Regions from separate parts of the Mus musculus genome. Here region 2 is linked to region 1. A link is a contact called in public HiCAR-type data. All regions are on one chromosome and are shown on one strand. The core of a region is the stretch at or near the end of the contact, and the rest is flanking DNA. Distances in the headings are between cores, read along the strand shown.

Region 1 (6,812 bases), core at 3,066-5,565:
TCTTCATCACAACAGAAGAGCCAGGCAGATGGTAATCTTGCACTTACAAAGAGAGACAGGATCCCTGGGGCCAGCTAGACATGCTGATTCAGTGAGTGCTGGGTTCAACAGAAAGAGCCTGATTCAATGAATAAAGCACATGGCTGCTTATAACTTTGGCCTTCAACACAAATGTTCACAGACATATATATATATATATGTGTGTGTGTGTGTGTGTGTGTATACCTGCACCTGCATACATACATATGCACTTGTATCAGCACACATCCATGAAGAATGTTCAAACTAAGAAACTAAGATTAGCTCAGGAGGAAAGAACCTACTTAATGTAAGCTTGAGTTTAATACACAGCACTGTCTCCAACATGGTTAGAGAAAGATATATACATATATATATATATGATATGTAACTTAAATATATATCACTATATATCACTATCAATATAAACATATATGTGTATACATATGTATATATGTATATGTGTATATATACACATGCATATACACATATATGTATATATAACATTACACACACATATATATGTGTATATACATATATATATAATTTATTGCATGTTAGCTCATTGTGTGCCAAGGGTATTACTGTTACAGGGTGACTTTGTAAGGTCTATAAATGTCAGTGGTCATATGAATCACCGGGAAATGTATTCAGTGCTTTCTCAACTAAAGGACTTGTGGATATAGCATCTAATTTGAAAGTATCTAATGTCTAAAATGAGCCTCAACTTGGATCTGTTCAAGACTCACTCACACTGTGAGTGTTTAGAAGAGCTTAGTTGTATATAACAAGGCCCTTGAGTTAGATATGGGAAAATATTCTTAGCTCTATCTTTAAAAGCTATATTGCTTTGGGTAAGGGACTTGACTTTAGGGATCATTCAGTTCTCAACATGTAAGGAATGGCTGTGAGATGGCTCAGTGAGTAAAGGGTCCTGTCACCAGATGTGACCTGAGCGTGATCATTAGGACTCATGTAGTGGAAGGAGATTAACCAATTGTCTTCTGATCTCTGCATGGAGCATCACACACACAGACAGAGACAGAGAGAGAGAGAATATTAAAATATATGCTCACCATTCAAATTTGTCAGGTCTCTTCTTAAAGAGATATTATGTGTTTATGCATATGTATGTATGTATATATGTATGTATGGATGGATGTATATGTATTATGTATGTAGGTATCCATAATGGCAGTGTCAATCAACATTATTGGCTATTGCTACCCAATGTGTACTTTATAAACATTGGTAATATGTGCACTGTTTTGTTAAAAAAAAAGAATGACTTTCCAGCTCTGTGTTTGCAAAGAGCTCATCACAGAGGGGAAGTTCAGGGACCTGGATGGGGAGAGGAGTCACTGGACAAGGGGTTGGAGGGGTAGGTGAGGGATACAGAAATCCATTTTAATTGCAATTTGAAACTACCATGTTGACCTCGCAAAGCACAGGCATGGTCTTCTGTCATCAGAGCCTCCATTAGTCACAAGTGGGCCTGGAAAGAAAGGAAATTTCTTTCCAATTATTTCCTAGCACACCAGGGGGATCTTCTCTCCTCCTCTGGAATCTTCTGCTAAGGTTACAGAGTTTACGGTTCCCATCATGCATGTGTACAGTATCTATTTCATTTAATTCGCTATTAACACTTCCAGTTTCACTCGCTGCAACACAGCTGGATAAAAAGAATTGAAATCAACCGGCTAGGCTGGAATTGGAATGTGGCTGTTAGCAGTTTTATTTGCAAACCCACCCCACTCTCACCTACCTTGTGTCATGCCGTAAATTCCACTCAGCACACAATTATTAAACGCAACTTTATGATGCACAATTACCATGCTTTCCCCAGAATCCGTTCTCTATTCTGGTTTTGCTGTACTTGAGCTGTGCATAAAACAGCCTTGTTTAAAAGAAATTAAATGATAATTTCTACTTTTTATAATTTTTTTAGAGGGAGGAGGGATTGAGATAGGGCCTCCAGTAGCCCAGGCTACCTCAGACTTTTTCATGTAGTCCAGAATAGCCTTGAGCTCCTGACTTTCCTACCATCTCACCAGTGCTAAGATTACAGGCATGGACCACCATGCAAGGTTCATGCAGTGCCTGGGACTGAGCTCCTGGCTTTGGACATGCTACGTAAGCACCCTACCAACTAAGCTCCAACCCAAGCCCAGAAAAAATTAATCTATATACCTCTCTTTTAAAATCCAGATTTGATTATTAAAAATCTAAAATTCAAGTGCAGAAGTTAGCAACATTTTCTTGCATTGGACTTCTAAGGTGCTGAAACTCCATTATCATCAAAGTGTTTTCAGAGGCTCACCTGAGGCAGTCCAACAAAAGAAAGAAGCCTATCTGAGATGTTCTACAGGGACAAAAACATAGAAATCCACACAAATATTTTTAAGGCATGTATACTTTTCACATCATGTGTGCCTCTGTCTATACAAAAACCAAATTCCCATTTCTCTAGGGACATTGGTTTTCTTTGCTAAGGCCTCAGCCTGCAAATGCCACCCCCACCCCCCACAAAAAAGGAGAGAGAGAGAGAGAGAGAGAGAGAGAGAGAGAGAGAGAGAGAGAGAGAGAGAGAGAGAGAGAGAGATCAAGCCATGACATGTCATCTAGTGTGACTTTCCAATTCAGGTCCTGAGGTTGTCTGATTCTAGCAACTTGGCCTAGGTGTTCATTTTTTTTCATTCTGGTGCACAAGATAGATTTCTCCTGGTCTGGCTCTGACTCTCCTTCACTCAACTCTATCCACCTTTTAACAAACATTTTAGACCACTCCGGTAGTTTAAATTTGAAGTGTCCATGTATTTGAAGCCATGTATTTGAAGACTTGGTCCTGGTGGTGGTCCTTAGCTGGTGGTGCTGTTTATTGGAATGTTTTTGGCATTTCTAGGAGGTGGAGTCTTGCTGGAGGAAATAATCCTACTCCCCCCCCCCCCCCGGGAGGGTGTGGTTTTCAGGGTTTAAAGCCAGACACACTTCTGTTTTTTCTCTCTTTTTCTGTGTGCAGTTGTGATCACCCTTCAGCTTGTTTCTTGTTCTTGCTTCCTTTCGTTGCCACCCAGCTGGCATGTCTCCCCCCACTGTGATGGATTCTGTCCCCAATTGTAAGCTAATATCTATTTCTTCACTACCTTGCTTGTTTGGGGATACTTTATCACAGCAACAGGGTAGTAACCAATACAGGCTTACCTCTGACAAATCTCTTTGTCCTAATGAAGCTACCCGATCAAAGATTTCACTTCCTCTCTTTAAAGAAAAGGTATCTACCACCAAGCTTCCAAATGAAGCTTGTATTTGCTTTTTATAAATTAAAACTGGAATAACAGGAGTGATGAGCTGACTCAGCAGTTAAGAGCACTGGGTGTTCTTGCAGAAGACCCAGATTCAGTATCTAGCACCTAGATGGTTGGCTCACAACATCTATAAGTCTTCTCCCAGGGGATACAGCACCTTCTTTGGGCTTCTGCAGGTACAACAAATTCTGGTGCACAGACATACCTTCAGACAAATACACATATACATAAAATAAACACAATCTTATGAAATTTAAAAACTGGCATAACATGATGTTTATTTATAATGATCACATCTCAAATGGGTTGAAAATCCTCTCATTTTTTTCACAGGTTTTCACATTACCAATTAGTTTAACCAGGTATTGTCTCCTGGCTTCTTCTGTCAGACTAGACATGTTGTTGAGATCCCATCCATAGAGAGAATCGTTTCTCCCATATCTAACTGATGATTCCAATTTGAACCTAGTTCTATTTTGCACAGACTGAAAAAGAACTTCTGCCACTGTTCAACTGCTCATGCAGGACTACAATTGTCAAAACACACAGCATCCTATTGCTATCCCAAACTCTTAGAATCAAGGGTCACAGAAATATTGTTTAGAGGTCTTGTACCCTGCGTTGGTGGCAAAATGTCTTGTGCAAATCTTTAAATGCATAGTTGATGCCGGGGCCACACAAAGTTCTCTTTTTGTTAGGGCAGAGACCTTCATGCTTGGTACTTTCCCTTTCCTTGGCAGGAGGGAGAGATGAAGAGTGAGGAGTAGGGGGTAAATTGGGGCGGAACCCAAACCCCATTTTGAAATGGATGAGAGTTGAATACTCCCAAAATTCCAACAAGATTACACACATAAAGAAATCTCATCTGGTAAATATTACATTCTGTTTTTGTCTTTGCTTTAGTTTTTACACAACTTGACAGTTTATGGTACTGTGCCACATTTCAGAGTTAAGGTTTACAAACATCTGGCTGTGGGCAGCATTCCATTCTTCATGGCCCCCAGTGTCTCTGGGATAAAGCATTTGCAACATACCATCTGAGGTGGAAAACATCAGCTTTCCTAGAGAACAATGGGGGTACACAAGGCATACTAAACTTTTCTGGGCTCTTCTGGGGAGGGCCCGGGGCATTGCACAATTAACCCAATGACTTCTAACAGATGAACTTTGGAGAGCCAGGAATCATTGGGTTCGCTGGCTGAGTGGCCAGTTAGTTGGCAGGATCCTTTTATATTCTTGGGGAAGGGAAGATTTCCCCAAGTAATTGTCAGAGCCAGGCAATAATGCCAATGTCTCAGTCACTTCCATCACGCTGCAGTGTCCAGGCATTTAAGAGAAAGAATGTCTTCTCTTAAGAGAGTTCAAGTAAGAGTGGATAACAACACTGGTCGCGTGAAAGCATGTAGAACATTTATTAAGAGTTACCAGCATCTATGTACATTTCATCATTGTTATTATTTCGATGTCATGGTTAATAGGAAGAGAAGAATTATTTTAACATGGTAAAGTTTTGATGTAAAATTGAAAAAATACATATGCCATATTATCTGTATTTTATCTTTTCTTTATTTTTTGTTTAAATACCATGATGGGATATTAGTTTTTATTTTTAAGACAGAGTCTTATGACCTTGGAATTCTGGTACTCTTGCTTTTATGTTCTGCCACATCTATTATATAGTTCTGAGCTTTGGAACTCAGAGCCTGGTGCAGGCTCTCTAATCAAATGAACTCTCTCTTCAGTCACAGACTGCTCTGTAAATCCTTCATTCTTAAGAAACAAATAGTAGTTTTATATCTCACATAAGACATCCCCAAAGAGTTCTTATCTTTTCCTGCAGAAGATGCCTGGACAAATCTGCAGAACTCTGAAAGTTATTCATCTGTAGTAGGAAATGAAGAGAGGGTCATAGACTATTAGGCAGTGCTGTTTAGTCCTTGCAACTGTCTGCAGATGTGTGTGTGTGTGTAAATTAATTTTGCTAAATAGAGGACCAATAGCTTCCATCATGTCTTTAAAGTTAGTCATTAAACATCAAAGGTTAATATCTATTTATGTCAAAGAGAGTAAAGATAGCCAGAATAGGGAAGGGTCTACATAGAATTAGGAAGACATCAGGGGCTCCTGTCTAGCATGCCCTTTTCTCAACTCAATATTAGCCTTTATCTTCCAGCCCCTATGTATACAATTGTAATCTTTCTTTACTTCTCTATGAAAATGTAGCCTGGAGTTAGGTTTCCCCTGGAAAAGATACACACCAGAACACACCTAGAAAAGGAGTCAGCTACCAGGTGTTGAGTTTGGGCTGTATGGCTCCTGTGACAACAGACCTATGTTACCATCAGCATGCTGCTGGGTATAGGGCTGGCACACAGGAAGTCAAGACGCCTTGGCTTATGGGTATAGCAGGAAAGGTGAACTTTTCATTTTGCCCCTTGAATAATGAGGAAGCCTGGACATGACAGCCTAAACCTTTGTAGGCTTCATTTATTAAGTACGCAAGACTGTATTGATTTTCTCATAGGTCAATTATCCAGATTAAAAGGGGAAACATATAAGACAGTGGCATGGCATCTAGTACACAGTAGGACCTAACTAAACTGTACCTATCCCTGGTTCTCCAACTGACTTCAACTGTATGTGATTTTTCCATTTTCCAGATAGGAAGGGTGATAGCAGGAGGAGGGAAGAATGAGTCTGAAGTTATTTGGCCTACAAATTCCAGAAATAAACCAACAAAGAACTTTTCTTCAATGCCATGTGCAACTCACGGATCTAAGGAAGGCTAATTTGAATAGCACATATGAATCATAGTAGTGTATCGATAGTAATATGTATACATAGAAATATATGTATAAGTACACAAACAGCTCTACCATCAGTCTCAAGAAGCTAAGTAAAACATATCAAAGTGATATGACTTATTGAAGGAGAGACAGACAGAAATGTTTGTGTGGGTATGTGTGTGTGTGCGCGCATGTGTGTTTAATTAATTCTGATATTTTAATAACTTACTAACATAACCATCAGAGCTGTTAAAGACTTGACTACGGCATTTCTGGTACTCAAGCAATTAGTGCCTTCCAGAGAATGGTTATCCTCTATGTAACTCAAATAATACCCTCAGTGAGGAAACAATTGCTAATAATTCTGATGATCAGAAGAGTATTAGAGGAGACCTGGCCCTAGTGATCATACTGAGACACAAGTAGAGATCCCATGAATAGAAAAAGAGTGATGTACCCCCATTGTAGTTACACTGTTCCCATTGTTAAATTCTTCAGATTCTTGTAAAACAGACCCAAGTTCTAGTTTCACAGTCATGAAATGTTACCTATGTTTCAAACTCATTTCATTGTCCCTCCTTACAGAGCCGATTTTCCTACCTTCTTCCAGTATCTTGTCATAAAGCGTTAAGCTCTCACACTGAAGAAAGAAATAAAGGAGGATACTTGGTGATTTTTCTCAGCTCATGTACCCTCCTTTCTC
Region 2 (6,812 bases), core at 1,938-4,437, 200 kb after region 1:
ACCTTCCCTGTTTTACAGAATATCTCCACCATGCTAAGCAGCTCGAATTCCAGGGGTCATTTAGAGTAAAACTATTGCCATCTATCTCTCTGCCCAAGTTTCCAAAGACAGAAATGGCCTTTGCAGACTCAGTTATTTAAGCATCTATTTATTAGTGGGCTGTAGATGGCATTTCTTCAGACTTCCTCTTCTTCCTTATGGTTCCTTCCTGACCATTTTTATTGTTATCATTTTGAAGTCCCCACAATTGTCTGCATGGGCCATTGAACCATTCCTTTCCTGGGCTCTCTGTCCTACTCAGTTCCAATGACACAGATTTCTAATTCAGTATTTTTCAAGCTCTGGACCATGCCCATGTATTGGAAATCCCCTGGTAGACTATTGCCCACATTATAAACTACCAAAGAATACAAACCATTGTTCAAAGTCATTTTTAGGGATGGCTCGGTGAGTAACCATGCTTGTTGTATAAGCATGGAGACATGACTTCACAGTACCTACATAAAGGTCCAATATGTCATTCATGATGTTAACTCCAGCACTGAGAGCTCAGAGACAGGAGGATACCTGGAGCTTACATAGCAAGAAACCCTGTTTCAAGGTAGAAAGTCAAAAAGCACCAGGAGAGGATACCCAGGATCCTCCTCTAATCTACACATGTGTACCACAGGCACACACATATAAATATATACATGCACATATACACAACACACACACTCACACAAAATAAGTATAAGTATAAAAGTTTTGTTAAATGTGCACACGAATGTATATTATAAACTATTATAGACATGTATTTCTCATAATGGTTCAAATGTTACTACTCTAGTCTAATGTAATTTGAAGTTTATATGTAGTTAGGTCATCCACTATCTAAAACCTCCAGCAATTCCCTGTTGCCCTCTGAATTCAGTCTAAACACACCATGACTCCATTTAATGGCTTCTGAATCGTGACGTTCACCTTCCCTTCCAGCTTGATTTCTAACATGCCTCTACTTGACTTAGAATGTTCATCAGGCTCCAGAACTCATTTCTCCAACACACTCTGATTCTTACCCTTGTAACTTTTCATAGCTGTTCTTTCTTACAAAGCAGTGACTGCCCATCAAGGGGTGTGATTTTGCCCCTCCCCCGCCACCTCAGATATTTATAATTAGATGTAGTTTTACTTCTACAACTGGATTGGACTGGGTCATGGCCCTAGCATCCCGTGAGTAGAGATGAGGGTTGTTGCTGAATAACCTACAATGCAGTCAATCAATATTAGTATGGTTGAAGGTGACAACCTTGCTTTAGAGCAATGGCTCTCAAGACCTTGGTGCATCCAAACTTCCAGGGTGTGCAAAGGTCACAACCCTGCGGGGCTTTGCCTCTAGCATTTCTGGTTCTAGAGATCTGAAGTGGAAGCTAAGAGCTAGCATTTCTAGCAAGTTCCCAAATGAAGATGGAGCTGATGGCTCTGCCAGTATAAAACCACAGTCATCTAGACTAAAGCCACATCCTCAGATGAATATTTATCAAGGATTAGTGGTATCCATATCAGAGTAAGTGCTTCTTCCTTCACAGAGCTTATTGTCACATAAGCTCAGCACCCCCCGTTTTTGACCCTTCCAGCACTTGCTTTCCATAACATGCATCCTTTGACATAGCTGTCACTATATCTTTCTGTCCACAACACTTCCCAACTCCATAGTGTAAATAGTGCCCAGATGAGACTTGCACACAGTCTTTTCTGCCTTTTGATGCTCAAGAGCACTTTGGATGATAACCCCAGTTGAACAATGTCTATCTCCAAAGACTATGAATAACCCCCGATCTCCACCAGTTCTCGGCAAGTTTCTTTCTGCCCATTCCCCTTCTACATGGAAGATTATGAAAGTATTACCTATTAGAGCATGAAAGTACATATGATCTTTTTCATGTATCTATAACTTAGCAACTAAGGGGCAAAGTTGAACTGGAAGGGCAGACATTACCCATAAAGGAAGTGGGTGCATTATAGCCCAATATTTTGTCTTCATTATCTTGTACAGAATAAGCTCTCATCTGAAACTTTCATGCTGAGCAGTCAAAAGGGATATAAAAATGTCAAACAGCAGTCGTCACCCTTGCCTTACCATATGAGGGCCGTATATGCACCACGTACAACTGGGTACTGAATGTGGCCTTTCAACTTCAAGTTCCGTGTTTTATTTCCACTCTGCTGCAAGCTTCTTCTACTTGGATTACCCATGCACGAACCTAAAAGAATGTAGTTTAATTACATCATCAAAGACCCTTAAACACCCTCTTCTCCCCCAAAGATGTCTTCTCAGCGCTCACCAAGCACTGGTCACACTTCAAATTAAGTGCCATGTGTAAGAATGTAATGTAGACTTAATCAGACAGTTATTATATGTTAAAGACCTCACAGTTATTTAAAACATATTTATTGAGGTTTAACAAGTATGCCAAGACAATTTTCCACAAACAGCAGGGACTGCTAAGAGAATGCAGTCAAGGACTCTTACACCAGGCGATGTGTCTTGGGCATGGATGTACTTTATACCAGACTGCTAAAAAAATAATGAAGACTCTCAAAGGGCTTCCATCTGGGAGGGCAAAAGGGACAGTGAATTTGTGTACTGCACACTCACCCCTGGAGACCCAGGAGCAGTTCCTGTTGGAGATGGGCATGAAAAATGAGCTTGGGGGTCTTCCACTCATCCTCATTTGTGCTCTGAGCAAAGCCAACTGTACTGCAATGGTGTGATTGATGAGGGCCATTTAGGGGAGCTGGCTGGGTGGGGGAGAGAAGAGTTCAGGAGGAGTCATTGGGAATAAGTCAGAGGGAGGGGACTCGTGAAGACTCTGGCCATAATATTGATGCTTGAAAAATTTAAAATGTGTCTATCTGTGTCACACACGCATAATAATCCCCTCTAGACAGCGGCTACCACAGGACACAATCACCCCCGTGTGGTGTTTGAAAACATTCATCTTCTTAGGCATGGACCCAATGCTCTCTCCCTTAGGCTCTATGTGTTATATATGAGGAAAGTGGGCTGGAAGGAGCTTCCTTTCCACCCTGCCCAGCCCTCCTCCAGCTGCAGTGGCAAAGCCTATGTTGTGGCCTGGAATACTGACGCCATGGCAGTGGCCTGACACGGTGGCGCCTGGCCGGCAGCATGACTTCACAAGAGGGTCAGGCCAGAAGACCTCAGATGGACCATGAGTAAGGAAAGCAGCAAAAACTAATATCCTGAGCAGTCAGAAACACGCCGAAGGAAATTATTCATAAATATTTGAGGAGCGATGCAGCCCAGAGTCTTGAGAGAACAGCTGTCGGTCTCCAGGTTCATCCAAAGCTCCACCCCCCCACCCTTTCTTACAGTCCAGCTTCTGCTCTGTGCCAAGCCCCACAGTGCCCTCACCTGCCTCTCACACAGCAGTGCCTGGATGCCATGCAGGTTGGCAGCCACCCACTAGGTCTCTAGCTGGTAATCTAGAAAAGCTGCTCATGTTGAATATGCAGCAACCTCAATGAATTTCCTTCTACTCCTCTCTGAGCCTCTGTGTTTGTGTGTGTGTGTGTGTGTGTGTGTGTGTGTGTGTGTGTGTGTGTCCACGCATGTATGAAAGAAGTGGCATAGACTCTGGCCAATGATGAAAATCAACTGCAGGAGGATAATTATGTTTTACAGTTTTGCTAAACACAAGAAAGTATTTTCTCAGGCCATTTAATTGGAACAACATCATGGGTTATACCTTCATTGTAATAAAACTCCACTGTGTGTCCAAGCGCCAGGGGATTTATTAACTCGCTTGAGCTCTGAGAATCAGCAGGCAGGGTCAGACACGGCCAGTGATGATGACATCATAGGTTTTGGCAGCTCTTTTCAACTGGTGTTGAGTGAGGTAATGTCCCCAAAATTAAAACTGACAGTAAGATTAATGATGATAGATTCACTGAGGGATTTTTTTTTCATGATTTAAATTGGTGTTCTGTTTCTTCCAGGCTGGATAGCCAAGAGAGCCTTGTACCATTAGTTCAGCATATCAGGAAAGCAGATAACAGAAGTCCCTTCCTTAAGCCTCTAGGGACAGGCAAGAACTTTAGGGTTAGGGGTAATTTAGAGATAGAAAGACACACCCTCAAGTCTGTCATGCTAGTTTGGACAGTGATATAAACTGTCCTTATCAGACCAGCAAACACAAGTGGATTCAAAACTTAGGTACTAAAATGGCCATGTGTCTAATGTGGGGTGGTGGCCTTGTGCAGGGGCAGGGAGTACCACCTCACGGAATCTTGCTTAAGTGAGTCAGAATCCATGGTCCCATAACTGGAGCAGGGCTGGTATTTTATAGTTTCTATAATGAAAACATTTCAGAGAAGATGAGGAGCATAAAGTGCAGTCTGAGGCTGGTATTTAGACTAGGCATAAGCTGTGTGGGAAAGATTCATTGTAGCAGGCATCTTAGATGCTCGGCTGTCTTACAAACACGATTTTCCTAATTGACTAATTATTCTACTCCCAGTCTACTGTAAAGTTCTCAAGAGGGGGAACCAACTGTTTTCATCATTGGGATGTCCATCATTATCACAGTAGCATACAGCAGGCACTCAAAAATATTTGTTGAACATGTGTTCCCTCAAGTAGATCCCTTGAGCAATTCTCATTAGAAATTTAGTCCTTTTTTTTCCATTTTTTATTAGGTATTTAGCTCATTTACATTTCCAATGCTATCCCAAAGGTCCCCCATACCACCCACCCCCACTCCCCTACCCACCCACTCCCCCTTTTTGGCCCTGGTGTTCCCCTGTACTGGGGCATATAAAGTTTGTGTGTCCAATGGGCCTCTCTTAGAAATTTAGTCTTATGACAGAGTTTATGGAGTAAATGTTTAAATAATAAAAGGTCGTTTCTTCAATACATGGTCTATATGTTCACTAGTCCATATGGAACTATCTCACCAATCTGAAATAATATAGTTTACCGTTGAAAAAGTGTACAAGAAAACACAAAGGAAAAGCATCCTAGGATATATGCTAAACAGCCACTTGTCAGAGTAGTCTGGTGGGAGTAGTTGAATTGCAGGATGGTCTTCTTCCAAAACAAGATGCAATCACAGATTCAACACTTAGCTTACAACCTTACTTAGAATAGCCCATGGACGCCCACAGTCCTGGAAACACAGGAGAGAACAGGTTCTCTGGGAAGACCTGGGAAGATCCTAAGTAAAGAACATAATGGACCGCAAAGTTTGGGCTAGCACTGGCCCCACCCCTAACTACCCGAGATATGTGCGCTCCACCTCTCCTCTTCCCAGAGTCTCTGTCTCTTCTCTGGTAAGGTAAGCTACTGAAGCACAGAGCACTAAGCCCCTAGCAAGGTAGCCATTATCTGGTGTTAAACATTTAATTGTTCTTGGGGGCACACCACGTTGCTCAACTAGAACATACTAACTCTGTATTCCAGCTGTTCAAAGATAATCAGAGTCTCTTCCCCAGGCCCTGGAATTTATGGTCCTCCTTGGAGTAAGAATGGAGCATCTTCCCCCACCTTTTTTTTTTTAACTTCAGTAAGGGCCTTTTCTCCCCAAGTTCTTCTGATGTTGCATTCTTCCATACCTGACATGCCTTTCTCTCCCTACACAATGTTCTCTTTACACAGAACATCATCATGCGGAGAAATGGTTTAGACAGTGTTTGATTGCCAGGAATAACAGAGAATACGGCATAACCAAAATGGTTCTTTTGGAGAGAAGAAAGAACTATATTGAACATCTTTTGGGTAGTGTATATAGCCTATGATGCCCCTTTCCCAGGCACTTCCCACTCTGCCCTTCTGCAATGCCATACTTATTTCAATCAGAGCTCTAACTTTCTCCATGCTTAAGCTTATGCAAATTAGATCAAAGGAATCTAACCTAGGAACCTTAACAGTGCTAGCACAAAAGGGAGTAACTTGCCAATTTGAGAGTCTTATCAGGGAGACTGGCTTTCAAATATCTTGGGTTAGGAAAATGAAATGAACCAGGATACCTGGACACAGACTGAACGTTCTCCAAGCAGCCTCCAAGATAAGAAAGTAGCCAACTGGGGAAGTCTACTCCTTGAAGATAGATCTATATATCAGAGGAGCTGAGCCTAGCTGAGCATTAGAGTCAACTGTGGAACTTTCTAGCATATCAGAGCCTGAGATGCTGCTCTGGAGATTTGGACTCAATTAGTCTGGGGATCTGGAGACACTGGTCTAGTTTTCAAAGCTCCTCAAGTGATTTCAATGTGCAGCCAGGGCTGAGATCCATTCCCATAAACTGTTATTCTGAAATCTTCTGGTAGTGATAAAGCCTGAACATTCAAGGGCTCAGAGAAGAGGCAGGAAGCGAGAAAAGACTGAACACCTCCCCTCTTCTAGTAGGCCCTCTGTAGTCCAGAGTGTTAGCCACACCCAGATCAGGACCTTTGCACAATGATAGGTTAGAGTATCTCTCTCTGTCACTGCTACTTGCAGCCATCTTATGCACCCAAACCCCAACACCACACACACACACACACACACACACACACACACACACACACACACACTTCCACATCCCTGGCCAAGATCTCCAAGTGAGCTCCTCCAGCCAATCTTTAGACCCTCCAATGTTACCCCAATAATAAAGCAATGCTAGGGACTGATTGTTTTTTACATGTCCAGAAATGCAAGTGGTCAGAGACAGTTCAGCTCAAGTACAAACAAGAAGATGATTGCATAAGTCTTTATGACTCCAGAAGCTCCAATTTTAGTTAGAACACCATGAAGCTTAGACCTTTTCTGATGG

The links. HiCAR-type assays count read pairs that join an accessible place to other places.
Region 2: a HiCAR-type map of fibro-adipogenic progenitors shows a contact between it and region 1, with 3 times the contacts expected there. The contact joins two enhancer-like sites. A contact is called at or near these places in 6 of 484 Hi-C or Micro-C datasets (nephron progenitors and uterus) and 1 of 115 datasets of contacts at active chromatin or transcription factors (fibro-adipogenic progenitors).

Annotation. Positions count from the first base shown.
Region 1 is chr11:45,067,121-45,073,932 of GRCm38.p6, forward strand. No RefSeq gene overlaps it. Among named protein-coding and RNA genes, the nearest start is that of Gm51859, 18 kb to the right of the region's middle. Within about 2 kb of position 4,316, at least 20 of the 459 cell types and tissues checked have an H3K27ac peak or open chromatin away from gene starts, as enhancers often do. A contact at or near this core is called in fibro-adipogenic progenitors, where this site is marked.
Region 2 is chr11:45,271,519-45,278,330 of GRCm38.p6, forward strand. No RefSeq gene overlaps it. Among named protein-coding and RNA genes, the nearest start is that of Gm12159, 160 kb to the left of the region's middle. Within about 2 kb of position 3,188, at least 25 of the 459 cell types and tissues checked have an H3K27ac peak or open chromatin away from gene starts, as enhancers often do. A contact at or near this core is called in fibro-adipogenic progenitors, where this site is marked.